2 separate regions of the Oryza sativa genome follow, and region 1 is linked to region 2. The links are chromatin contacts, called in public ChIA-PET maps. All regions are on one chromosome and are shown on one strand. The core of a region is the stretch at or near the end of the contact, and the rest is flanking DNA. Distances in the headings are between cores, read along the strand shown. Region 1 holds the start of LOC4326871 (ocs element-binding factor 1). Region 2 holds the start of LOC4326868 (bidirectional sugar transporter SWEET2a-like).

The links. ChIA-PET counts read pairs in DNA pulled down with a chosen protein or histone mark.
Region 1: a contact with region 2 is called in an H3K9ac ChIA-PET map of seedling, with 3 times the contacts expected there. The contact joins the promoter of LOC4326871 here to the promoter of LOC4326868 in region 2. A contact is called at or near these places in 5 of 15 Hi-C or Micro-C datasets (leaf, panicle and seedling) and 3 of 4 datasets of contacts at active chromatin or transcription factors (leaf and seedling).

The regions. Positions count from the first base shown.
Region 1 is chr1:20,598,644-20,604,950 of ASM3414082v1, reverse strand. LOC4326871 (ocs element-binding factor 1) reads right to left here and starts at 1,812. Exons shown (of 1, transcript XM_015785851.2): 1 at 307-1,812. The coding sequence starts at 1,071. The coding sequence ends at 523.
Region 2 is chr1:20,524,145-20,530,700 of ASM3414082v1, reverse strand. LOC4326868 (bidirectional sugar transporter SWEET2a-like) reads right to left here and starts at 1,644. Exons shown (of 6, transcript NM_001406288.1): 1 at 1,390-1,644; 2 at 1,159-1,195; 3 at 818-1,034; 4 at 183-341; 5 at 1-7. The coding sequence starts at 1,477. LOC107279238 (a long non-coding RNA gene) reads right to left here and starts at 5,074. Exons shown (of 2, transcript XR_010741847.1): 1 at 4,663-5,074; 2 at 1,739-4,547. It overlaps LOC112939333 (a long non-coding RNA gene), which reads right to left. Exons shown (of 2, transcript XR_003242948.2): 1 at 6,507-6,556; 2 at 6,199-6,402. LOC136354999 (a long non-coding RNA gene) reads left to right here and starts at 5,474. Exons shown (of 2, transcript XR_010738975.1): 1 at 5,474-5,588; 2 at 5,698-6,459.

The sequences.
Region 1 (6,307 bases), core at 563-3,062, 74 kb before region 2:
TTCGCAAAAGAATATTCTAAGATGAGGAATGGACAGTGGGTGGACTTGCTATGCGGTAGCGAAACTCTACAAGCCACTTGTCAGCTACACGGACTATATATAACAGCGCAATGAGAGCCACAATGACTGACACAGCTTCGTGTACACGTAGCGATTCCATATGAATAAAAACAAGTTGTGGCCGTCCATCTTTTTCTAGAGAATTAGTTCTCGCTTTTCCATCAGCTAGGAAAGGGAATGGGAACAGAATAGACAAATGACACATAGTAATAAAGGGAGTTGCTTGTTCCACAAGGGCATCAAAAATTAACCACATAAAATTGTCCTTGATGTCCATTTCACATTTATAATAAAGTCTCATACACACATGAAATGTCCTTCTTGCCCTTTGATTAGGTCACCTAATAACAACACAAAAGAAGAGGCACAAACACTTTGGACACATGTAGAGAGACTAGAGAGAGAGAGCTTACTAGAGCTAACTTAATGAAGACTTGACACGCTAGCTATAGCTATAGTAGACTAGTAGTAGTAGTTGCAATGCATGCCCATGGTGGTGGCGTCGAGGAGCGGCGGCGGCAGCTGGGGCATCATGAAGCCGGCGGCGGCGCCGACGGCGCCGGTGGGGAAGGCGGTGGCGGCGCCCGCCATCATCATCGGGGGCGCGGCGGCGAAGGAGGAGGCCGCGGCGGCGTCGTGCAGGCACTGCGCCAGGTCGGTGAGGGAGTCGAGGCGCGCGGCGAGCTCGACGGAGCGCGCGCGGAGCAGCTCGTTCTCGGCGCGCACGGCGGCGCACCGGCGCGCCGCCTCGCGCGCGGCGAGGCCCAGGGCGCCGTTCCGGGCGCGCAGCGCCGCCACCTGCCCGGCCAGCTCGTCCAGCTGCTGCTGCTTCCGCGCCCGCGACCGCTGCGCGGACAGCCTGTTCGACTCCTTCCGCTTCCGCTTCCGCTCCTCCATCACCGCCGGCGCCACCGGCCGCCGCGCCGCCTCGCCGCCGCCGGCCACGACCTGGTCCGACCCGGCCGACGACGTCGGCGTTACAGTAGTACACACAACGCCGGGAGACGCCATCGATCTTTTTCTTTGTGTAGTAGTTGATTAATTAAGCAGACTTAATTACTTGATTAATTACTTCACTAACAATTTCTTAACAAGAGTAATTAACCAGTTGGAAATTCTTGTAGAGTGATTTGGGTTGATTATGAGAAGACGTAGAACCAGTAGAGGAAGACGACGGAGAAGGACTGAACAAGAACAGTGGATGTTATCATAAACACCAAGGTTGGAACAGCACGAGCATACACGTACACGTACGTGCAGAAAATTTCGGCAGAATCTCCCCCAGAAAAACCAAGGAAATCCAATCGAATATCGGGCAGAGTTTCTGTTCACCAAGACGACAATCCTTGGTGAAAATTTCAGCAGGGCGTCGCCCTGAAAAAGCGCTGTTCACCGGCCGAAAATTTCAGCAGAGTGTCGCCCTGAACAGCAGGATTTTGCCACCGGAAATTTGGGCGGAGTTTCACCCTGAAAAACGAGGTTTTGCACCGAAATTTCGGGCAGAGTTTTGCTTTGGAGAAAGACTAGCGTATATCAGAGCATGCAAGATGACTGCAAAGCTCGATCACGGACAGAATCTCCAGGGCACAGGGAACCAAAGGGAAGTTTGATCAAGAAAGATTCTAGGTAGGTTGGCCACACACAGTTAGGTCAACAGCAGCTAGCTGAGCTAGCAGCCAGGGCGGCGCTAGGCTGCAAGAGAGATTGAGCAAAGCAAAGCTTGGCGAGGGGGTGAAGGGAGAGGGAAAAGGGAATTGGGGTCTGGCCGAGGGGCGCAATTTATAGCCGAGAAGCCCCTGCCTTTGCTTAGGAGTTAAGTGGGGTGGCCTCCGATTCACAGCAAAAAAAAAATTAAAAATTAAAATAAAAATAAAAGATGAGGTGAGGCAAAGCTGGGTTGTGCGGTGGTGGTGGTGGTGGTGGAGGGAGAAAGGGACACCTAAGTTAAAGCGAAGTAGGAGGAGGAGGAGGAGAAAGCAAAGAAAGGGTCGTTGGAATCTCCGGCGAGGTGTCTGGGTGGGGATTCCTCCCGGGTTGGGGAGGGGCTTGCAGTGCACCGGTTTTTCTCTCTCTCTTGCTGCTTGTTTTCGTTTGCGTTTGCGTTGTCAGGGGGTGACAGCGAGAGGTGAATTGTTCGATTGATTGATTGATTGATTTTGGTTGGTCATTAGATTGGTGGTCTATGTGTCATTTCTCATGCATGGACAGTACATGTGGACTGGTTACTGGGGAAGGCCTGAGTGGCCTGGTTTGGACTACTTGCCCAAATTGGGTTTTGTTTTTATTTTTATATCCCTTTGGTTATAAGTACTGGACATTTAGGCTAAGACATGGCCATAAATTTTTTTAAAAAAAACATCAATAAATTCTCAAACACTTGTTTTAGAAAAACAAAAAAAAAGGCAAAAATTATATGATAAATTTACCTGGGAATATAATATCACAATATAATTATTCGACTCTACAAACGTATTCTAATACGAAACCGATGGACAAAGTATTATGATAGGAATACATCGGATAATTTGATTCTGATTTGCATCGACTTAACTTGTTTCAATTTTTAATTAGGTTGAAGGTTAAATAACAATGTAATTTTAAGGGCCTCTAACTAAAAGCATGTTGCCCTAAAAAAAAACTAAAAGCATGTGGAAATAACGCATTTCCACTTGCGGGTTATTCGTTAGCTGGACATGAATTGACCGTTTATTATTATTATTCTTTTTGAAATCACAATATTGTAGCACTTGTTAAACAGCCTAAAGTGAGAAAGGTTTTATAAAAAAAAAGTTGGGGACAAAAAGGGAATAAGGGATAAATTAGTAAAATCAATGATTTTTTTTAAAAAAAAGGAAACTTTTTTCTTGAAATTTGAAATATATTTTTTCAATGAATTTATATCTTGAAATTGCCGGTTTACCACTACATGCATTTTCTAAAAAAAACTTATCGCATGTCAAATTTATCTCAAAATTTCAGTGACTATGTATTTCGGCCACTCTAATATTTTTTGAACTAAAATATGTTATGTAGGGTGTACGCTTATTACTATAGGATATGAACATGGGCAAAATAGCCATTTTGAGAAAAATTAATGGCCACACTAACGGGATGGATGTATATGGGGGGTTTTGATATGGCAACGAAATAAGGTGTATACAACAGATTGAGGAAAACTCAAGGCATACATGAAAGAGATCGATTAGGTGAAAAAAATTAGGAGCATATATGGAAATTTCTCCGACATATATAGTCCTCATTAATTTCTTTTCTTTTTGGCAAGGGCGACAATAACGTTAAGGTCTCCAACTTGTTGATAGTGTAGCGTGGCTCTGCCATCTCCCGCTGAATGGAGTACCCGTCGTACGAGTTTTCTTTTTCTTTCTTAGTTTTTGTTTTTGTTTTCTTCCTTCCTTTGGCATAAGCCGCTCTGACTGATTATGTTGTGTAAAAAATCTATTTTCTTCTAATATATTTACGTGCAATCTTTTTGTGCGTTCACGAAAAAATTAAGGTCTCCAACCAGTTAACACCATGCTCACCTAACCAGGAACTAACCTCAAAATGTTTTGCCGGGCATCATTATAGTTGGTGGCTTGCTTGGCAATGCACAAAGTATTCAACAATATTGAAAGTTGAAGATTCTAACTTCTTTTTTCTTTAGTTAAAAATATAGTTAAATAATAATTGAAATTGTGACAAGTTTGTTAGATAAACCGACGGCCAGTGGCTGGTCCACTAACCTAGGAAACTGCTCGGGCTCGCAGGTGCATGGAAGTGGGCATTTACCTCCCGCCACCGGTTTTTAAGATACCAATGACTATATAGTTGGTTTTGTAGAGGCTCCATAAAAATTTTGGTTTCACTGCTTAAATCATTTTTTACACGAACATGTAATGGTGCCTACCTTGCAAGATTCCCGTATTCGATGGTCTACATACATATCTCCAGAATAAGAATCTCACTGTAGCAACAGAATAAAAGGAAAAAAAGAAAACAAAGAAGTCACCGATACGATATGCCGTTGTAGCGTCAGATTTTGTTCTTATTCTTCCCTGGAAATTTCATATCAAGTTTCGTGTGCCTCCGAAAATGAAAGCAGAATTTCCATAATACATACAAGTGACGGATCAATAATTTAACCATCGTTTTGCAAACAATCTTTGGGCGGCGGAAGAAAACCCTGTTCTGACAGCGATATCCTTCCTCAATAATGACTGCAATATTGTGGCACATCCAGACCATAGAATTGCAGTGGAGGTGATCGGCTATATACAGTGGATTTGTAATGGTACACGGACTCTGAATGATTATTGATTTTGCTCGATCCCAATAGTAACATCTGATAATTACTAAATTGCACGGACTGGATGATACAGTGTTTGTACAACCTGTCCAGGTGGATTATTCCAGTACTCCTGCAAGGAGGAAAAGAACAGCAAAAGGGAGTGAGATGTGTAGTAACTTCTAGGATATATACATCGATCCTCCTGCAAAGGAAGAAAAGAAGAATGTACTGCAAAAGGGAGTGAGATGTGTAGTAACTTCTAGGATATATACATCGATCCTCCTGCAAAGGAAGAAAAGAAGAATGTACTGCAAAAGGGAGTGAGATGTGTAGTAACTTCTAGGATACATCATATAAGCCCTCTGATTTCAAAGATTCGCTTGCAAATTGCATGGTATCAAACTCGAGCTTCGGAAGAAAATGTTTACTACTGTCGATCCATACGTACCATGGTCGTCATTTTCCTTACCTGTCGAAGTGTACAAGCTTCTAGCTGGTTCTTTTTGTTTTTGTCCTCTTGTCTGCATAGTATCGTCGTCGTGCTAGGCACTAGTGTAGCTTTACGCCCTTACTTTAGTGGGTCCAAGTGATTTGAGTGCCTTTTCACCACTAACTAGTATTAGATCACATCGATGAATCTATTCGCGACGTTAGTTTCTCCTGAACTTTTCAGTATCTTAAACAGTTCAAATTCTCGCTTCGATTTTCAAAATATAAGAATATGTTTAGTCTGATTTGGCCCATGCCGTATTATGATTTAGGCCTGTTAGACTTCGATGATCATTGGGTGAGAGTAGTTCATATGAAAAGTCTAGATAAATTTGAGCCAATTTATATAACTAGATAACTCCAATGATAATATGGGCCTGTTCGGCTGCCTGTCTACGGTGGCTGCGGCTACGCCGTGTGTGTGCGACACTGTTGGTGTTGGCTGCGCCGCAGCCACAGCATAGTCAGCCGAACAGGCCCTATGTCTTGTAAACATTTTCATATAAAATAAGAACTTGCTACGTTAACATGGGGTCCGCTCAACATGTACAGGTGGGCTAATACGGTTGTTGTCTTCCTATGTTTAAGGCACCTCGTTCTCTGTAGCGGTAAGCTAACCATCCTCTCTTCATCTCTAGCAAAGGTATTTGCTGAGGCCGTTCTGACTTATCATCGATGCCTACTGCTGCTGCATCCACCATTGCCAATCATCACTATTTATATCGTCTAACCGAGCTAGCAATAATAGTAGAGGTGTGATGCCATTGACACCCACCAACGTGTTAGCAAAATAGTATTGCTACGAGAGTTAATATCTTTTCTGAAGATCTTTTTATACTATACAAAATTGAAATTGTAATTTCGGTGTTGCGTGGAGATTGAGGAAAAGTAGGCTTGGGGAAAGACTATTAGAGCTGAAATGATTTAAGGCTACGTTCTAAACACGAGGTGAGGGTCCTCTGCAGTATTGCACGTGCAGTACTGGTCTTGGGCCCATATCTCAGTGAGCAATAATGCAGAGAATCTGAATTGTCTAAACACAAGAATTTTTTTCTGTTCTTAATTATGGAAATTGAGCAATTCATGTGAAACACCTTGAGGTCCAAACCTTCGATGAAGTAAATATTCACAGACATGGAGGACAGAATTGTGATCACCTTGTTGGCTAGCCATTTTAGGTGATGTCTCATAATAGTAGTGAGATTATATACCCACACTACATACACATTCGATGCATTTATTAAAAATTTTAGAGTGGCACTAAAATTTTACTAAAAAAGAAGATTGCCCTTTAAATTTTTTCTCCTTCCATCTCTCCCGTTCATCTTCTCCCTCCTCTTTCTTCCGAGTTTTTTTAGCATCCAGCGACTGGTACTGGTACTGGGCGGTACCAAATTCCTAGCCGCTGGATCGGACCAAATCTAATAGGTGGTAGAGTTTGGTACCGCGAGCTACCAATTCTGTCCCTGA
Region 2 (6,556 bases), core at 395-2,894:
CCAGATTCTGTTGAAGACAAAAAATGCATAAAAGAAAAGGATCAATACACTGTTGCTAAGAATATTTCAAGAACATGAAAAGATTAGTCAAGGCTAACTGTATCAAAATGCACAATGTTTACTTGAAACTACAATTTATTGTGGATTATAAAAACTAAGAAGTGCAATTCATTAGAACTCACAATGATGGACAAGGGGGACGCAAACATGAATATGAGGGACGCAACGCTGAGGTAACCGACGAACAATTGCCGTGTTTGGTGATCAAACAACGCCAGACTAACATACACAATTAGAGCGAACACGCCGAACACCATAACCAGCAGGCTGGACACCTTCACCTGCAGCAACACACCATTTCGTTAGAGAACTTTTATGGTACAATATACTACTAGTATAATACTGTCAGTATAAATGATATAATTGTGTAGATTGATTTGATCTTATACTCAATTCAATTTCAATTGCAGTATAAAATTTGAAAGGGTAAATTTGTCTCCTTTTTTTTTCGTTATTCTATCGTCAAACAGTGTTGCCGCTAAGTGTGTCATCATCAAATGGCGCTCAGGACAGTCCTCCACTAATAAACGAGGAGATCTAGGACCGGGTACTTACAATTAGATTAAATCCGAACCACAAATTACTAAAACATCTTTTTCAATTTTCTATCAAATTCCTAACATATGCACTTCTTTACACTGCCAGTATATACTGATAATATAATTGTAATGGAAAAAAAAGAAGAAGTCAATGGTCAGAAGAGCATATGCTGGGAATCTGATGAAGGTGGCAGGTAAGGTAAGGTAAGTTAAGTTACCCTGTTCTTGGCGTCGGCGAATGCGATGAAGGTGGCGGTGTAGGCGAGCTGGAAGAGGGCGCCGATGGAGTTGACGGTGGCGACGAGGACGACGCCGTAGGAGACGAAGGGGAGGCCGTACCAGAGACAGATGAGGCAGTTGAGTAGCGAGTAAATGTACGGCATCGCCGAGAACTGCTCCGTCGATCCGTTCCGGACGATCCTCTTGAACGTCGGCCTGAAATCAAATCCAACAACAGCCATTCTCAGTTGTCGGCATTATTGCAGCGATCCGACCAATCCGGACCAAGAAATCAGAAGATCACAAGTGGGGGGAAATCAGAGAGGGGCCGGGGGCTTACAGCGGGGAGATGAAGAGCACAAGAGCGAAGATGTTCCCTGCAGTAATGGGTGACAGACAGCAAACATGAATCAAATAGGCACAATCAACTGCCAAGAACATCTGAAACCTCTCCCCAATCCAACCAAGATTACCAAGAAGCAAGAAAGGAAAGAGCATCGAAGCACCCCAAAAATGGGAAGAGAGAGATAGAGAGAATGGGAAGAAGACGAAGAAGAAGCAATGGTAGTACCTGCAATCCCAGCGCCATAGCAGCAGACGTCGTGGAAGGGGGAGCCGGTGCTGGTGGCCGCCACCGATAAACCGAGAGCGTTCATCATCAAAGGAAGCTAGAAACAAGAAAGCCGGCGGCGGCGGCGGCTCGGCGGTGGGAGGCTTTGGCCTTTGGGGGAGGGAGGAATCCGTAATCCGGGGTTTCTTTCTCTCTCTAGCTGTTTCTTTGGTTGCTGGTTTGGGCGGCTGGCTTGGCTGCCGTCGTACGTGTCCCGTCCGCAAGATATAACCATGCGGGGGTTCGGGGGATATGTCGCCGTGAACAGTGGCGGAGCCAGGATTTGAAAGTTGGGTATTCCCGTCTAACAAAAAAATTCATAGTAAAAAAAATCAATGGTTCACAGTATGTCAATACCGATAATCTAAGAAATAAAATTACAAATTATTACATGGTATCTCTAATTTTCTATTTCGGTTCCTTCGTGGCTTGGAAGAGTAGCTTTAATTCTGCGTTCCTTCATGGCTTGAAAGCGGTTTATAATATCACACTCCTTGACTTTCAAAAACATCTCACGCTCAATAAATGTGACCAAGCAATCATTCAAGTATTGATCCCCCATCCTGTTTCTCAATTTATTCTTCACATAATTCATGGCAGAAAATATTCTTTCAACACTAGCTGTTGCTACTGGAAGTACCAGAACCAATTTGAGAAGCTTGGAAATAATCTCATGTCTATTGTGCAATTTTGTTTCAACAATCATAATGGAAAGATTAGCAAGATTTTTTACTTTTCTAAACCTTTCATCTATACGCATCTCAGTGAGGAAGAGCTTCAATGCTGATGGAAGATGGTTCATCTCTGTGCTTGAGAAATCATTAGGATAAAACCGTGCAAGCTTAATCAACTTATCTTTGTCCCAACTAGCAAAGTTATCTATAGGACTAAATGCAGCCATACAAAGGAGCAAATCTGTGTTTACCTCATCAAACCGTTCATTAAGCTCTTGTAGTTGTCTATCAATGACACTTAGAAACATGTCAACATGGAAGCGATGCATATTCTTGATTTTAATAAAGAACCTCCTATCTCTTCCAACCGGCCGATAGAAAGAGTCCATATCAGGGATCTTGATCTTATGCTTCACACAAAAAGATTGCACTTCTTGAAGAAAATCATCCCATCCAGGATCCTCGCGTAATTGCTGCAATTGAAACTTTGTCAATAAAATCAGTCCTACTGCATTAACAATGTCTTGATCCCTCTTCTGCAAAGCATGATTCAAGTCAGATGTGAACCCAAGTACTGTTTGCATCAAGTGTGCCATAAAAACAAACTCAAATGATTGGAATATTGTCAACACTGTTTGTGCATTTGCACATTCTGCACCAAAAGAGCGATCCTTGCCAACCATTATAAGAACTTTTTGAATTGAAGGATACAAAGATAGGACATGCATAACAGTTTTATAGTGAGATCCCCAACGAGTATCTGCTGGCCTGCCCAAACCCATTTCTTGATTCAAACCCTTTCCAGTTTCAATGTCACCCAAATCTAGTTCTTCTACAATTCTTTGAGCTTGTGCAACTCTAAGCATTTCTGTCTTCTTACAAGAATTCCCAAGAAGATTTAACAAAAATCTAAGTTGCTCAAAGAACCACACACAATCTGGGTTTTCTTTAGCAACAGCCACAAGTGTTAATTGGAGTTGATGTGCAAAGCAATGGACATAATAGGCAGAAGGGCACTCATCCATAATCAATTTCTTTAGTCCATTAGCATGACCCTTCATGTTACTAGCACCGTCATAGCCTTGCCCACGGACCTTAGACAAGCTCAAGGAATGCTCCATAAGCAATGATTCAATTGCAGCTTTAAGTGTCAAGGAAGTAGTATTTTCAACATGAACAACACCAAGGAACCTCTCAACTACCCTTCCTTTTTTATCAACATATCTCAAACAAAGAGCCAACTGTTCTTTTTGGTACACATCACTAGATTCATCGGCAAGTATTGCAAAATATTCATCACCAAGGTCTTCCATGATAAGCTTAGTAGTTTCTTTGGCACAACAATTAGCTATCTGTTTTTGTATTTCGGGAGCAGTCAACTTACAATTCTTTGGAGCATTATTCAAAACCACCTTACCAACTTCTTCAAAGTTTTCTGCTAGCATACTCAACATCTCAAGGAAATTTCCTTTATTAAGTGACTTTTCACTTTCATAATGTCCACGGGCAGCCAAACCTTGCCTTAAAAGAAACTTCAAGCACTTCATTGAATAGGTTAAACGAGCCATATATCTAGCCTTGTCTTGTTCATTGGTGGCAGCAAAGCTCTCAACAATATTTGTTTTAGGTGCAAGGAAGTGATTGTATTTATCTTGTGCCACATTGTGAAAGCTAGTCATACCACCAACATGTTTTGCAATCCTTTTTCTCATGTGCCAATTCCTAAATCCCCTATTTACAAATGCATCTCCACCAGAATTATTAATTTTATGCTTGAATAAGTAACAAATAAAACAGAATGCAGCATCTTGTTCCACACTATATTCAAGCCATTTAAATTCGTCATACCAACTAGGAAGGAAGCGCCGAGGCTTACCTCCAATTTTCCTTATAGGAAAATTGTGGCTGCGTGGTTGGCATGGCCCTAATGCAATATATCCCCTTATCACAGAATTCCGTTCATTGACATCATAATTTTTGATTGCAATTCGCCTTCCAGGATCATGACAAAGTAAATCAATGTCATAAATAGCTTCATCACTTGAGTCATACTCTGTCTCTTCATCATCACCATCTCTGATGGGAGACCAATCTCTGATAGGAGACCAAGTGGAAGGTTGCTCCTGCTGTGTCACTGCTGTTGCTATGTCTGGATCATTGCTAGCTACCTCTGTTTCAGGTTCTGTCACATCTCTTGCTGCATCACTGGCTGCTACCTCAGGCACAACCTCAACTGCAGTAATCTGAATCTGAACTGGACTCTCATTTGCATCTGTAATCGGCTGAACAGAAGGAACAGCAACTTCACTGTCAATTCTAACTGGCTGTGTTGTTGATCCAGAACCAGAACCTAACCCTACCTTCCTAGACTTTGAATGTCTATCCCACAAAGTCTTCAAATCAATCGATTTCTTCTTCATTTTGAGAGTTCTTCAATCTACAGAACTACAAAAGTACAGGAAAAAGAAACTACTCAGAGACTAAGGTAAAAAAACATCAGACATGGACACATAGTGAGTGGATTTAGGACTGATTGAATCTTGAACTCTTGATTTGTCACCTGAAATTGCGCCTGCCGCAGTGCCGCTGGGCGCTGTCCCGCTGAGCTGCAGCTGTTGGCCGGCCGTCGCCGCGCCCCTGCCCCTCGGCCTCGTGGCCTCGCTCCCGCCGTCACCGGTCGCCCGTCGGTTGCCGTCTCGCGGCCTCGCCGCGCCGCCGCCGAATGCCTCGCCACGGCGTCGCGCCGCTGCCGAATGCCTCGCCGCGCCACCGCTGGTCTAGCTCCCTGCTCCCGTCGCCGGTCGCCGGACGCCTTGCCGCTTCCGCTGGTCGCCGCGCCGCCGTGCCGCCGCCGAACGCCGCCACCTAGGGTTTGGAATCAAATGGGGAATTGGGGAGCGGGCGAGCAGCGCATTTGCGCGTGAGGGTGAGGCGTGAGCCGAGCGAGGGACTCTGGAGGAGTGGGGACAACTAATATGTGTATATGTGTTATGTGTATATACTGAAGTATAGTTGTTTTTTGATAAAAAAAGTTGGGTATTCCTGGGAATACATAGGCATCACTGTAGCTCCGCCCCTGGCCGTGAAATCGTGGGGAGATTTTCTTTTTTGGTTTTTTGTCGAGGATAAATCCTCGCGTTTTTCTCTTTTAATTTCCCTCGTGTCATGTATAGTAGTACTCCACCAGGACGAACGATACGATAGTAGTAGTACGATTACGCGTATCCGGTCGGTCTCATCCGGAGAGCGGATGCGTGGGCGGCGCCCGGGATGAGAGTCCCGCGCACATGCGTACTGTACATGTAACTACGACTTGTTGTCTGTCTCCTGCTGCTACGTGGGTCTCGTCTCTCTCTCCCCCGTCTTGATGTGGATCTGCCAGCTACTTCTTCCGTGGTTTACTGCTTCCTCTTGTGCTACTTCTTCTCCTCCCTCGACCTTGTGCACTGGCGATTGGTGATGGAAGGCAAGAAACTATAGCGCGTGGTAAACCGTAAACACTCCATAAAATTCCTGTTTTATGGCACCATTCAGGCAATATTTATTCCTTTCATCCTAAAACACGGCTATTTAATATTGGCAAATTTTGTTACAGGACATCGCAATTGTGTGGTTTTAGCTCAGAGACACCGCGAAAGTGAAGACATCCCATGATCGTGGATATTTGCCGATAGACACCGCGCCGTCTGCCATGCTGACGTGTCGGACGGGAGGCCGTTTTTTTGACGCGGTCGGACGTAAATACCCCTGTGCAAGAGATAATAAGGTTACGTGGAGACCACTTGACAATGTCTCCCTCCTCTTCTTTTTCTTCTCTCTCGATTTCTTCTCCTCTCGATCTCTCCTCCTCATCTCTCTCCCTCTCGTTTCCCTTAATCCCCACGTGCGTGCGCGCCCGAGCGGGATGTGGCAGGCGCATGACGGCGCGGCCAGCGACCGGCCGCAGTGGCTCGGGCCGAGGCGACGGTGGCAGCCTGAAGGCGGCCCGGCGGCGTCGGGTGGATGGGGAGGCAGCGTGGCGGACGGCGACAGCGTCGGGCAACGCCGGCGGCGAACGAGCCGCCGAGCAAGGCCATGGGCCACGCCGCCGTGACGAAGGCGGACACGGGCGGCACGTCGCGGAGTGCGCGCCAGACGGTGCTGTTGCACTTGAAGCCTGAGCCGAAGCTGATCTGCCAGACGCGGTGGCCGCGGTAGACGCGCCCCTTGGCCTCGGCGTAGGCGAGCTTATATCAAAGCGAGCTGCTGCTGGTGTTAATTGCACATTAGGCTCAACATCCCGACCTCTCTCTTTGATTTCCTGCATCAATCAAGCTAAGCTTGGTTAATTAATTAACTCACAGATTATTGTATATCACTCATTATTGTTTGTTCTAGATCGATCACTTTTGTGCGTGCGGTTACCTCGATGGTGGAAGCAAGAGCAATGGCAGTAGGCGGCGGCGGCGTGAGCC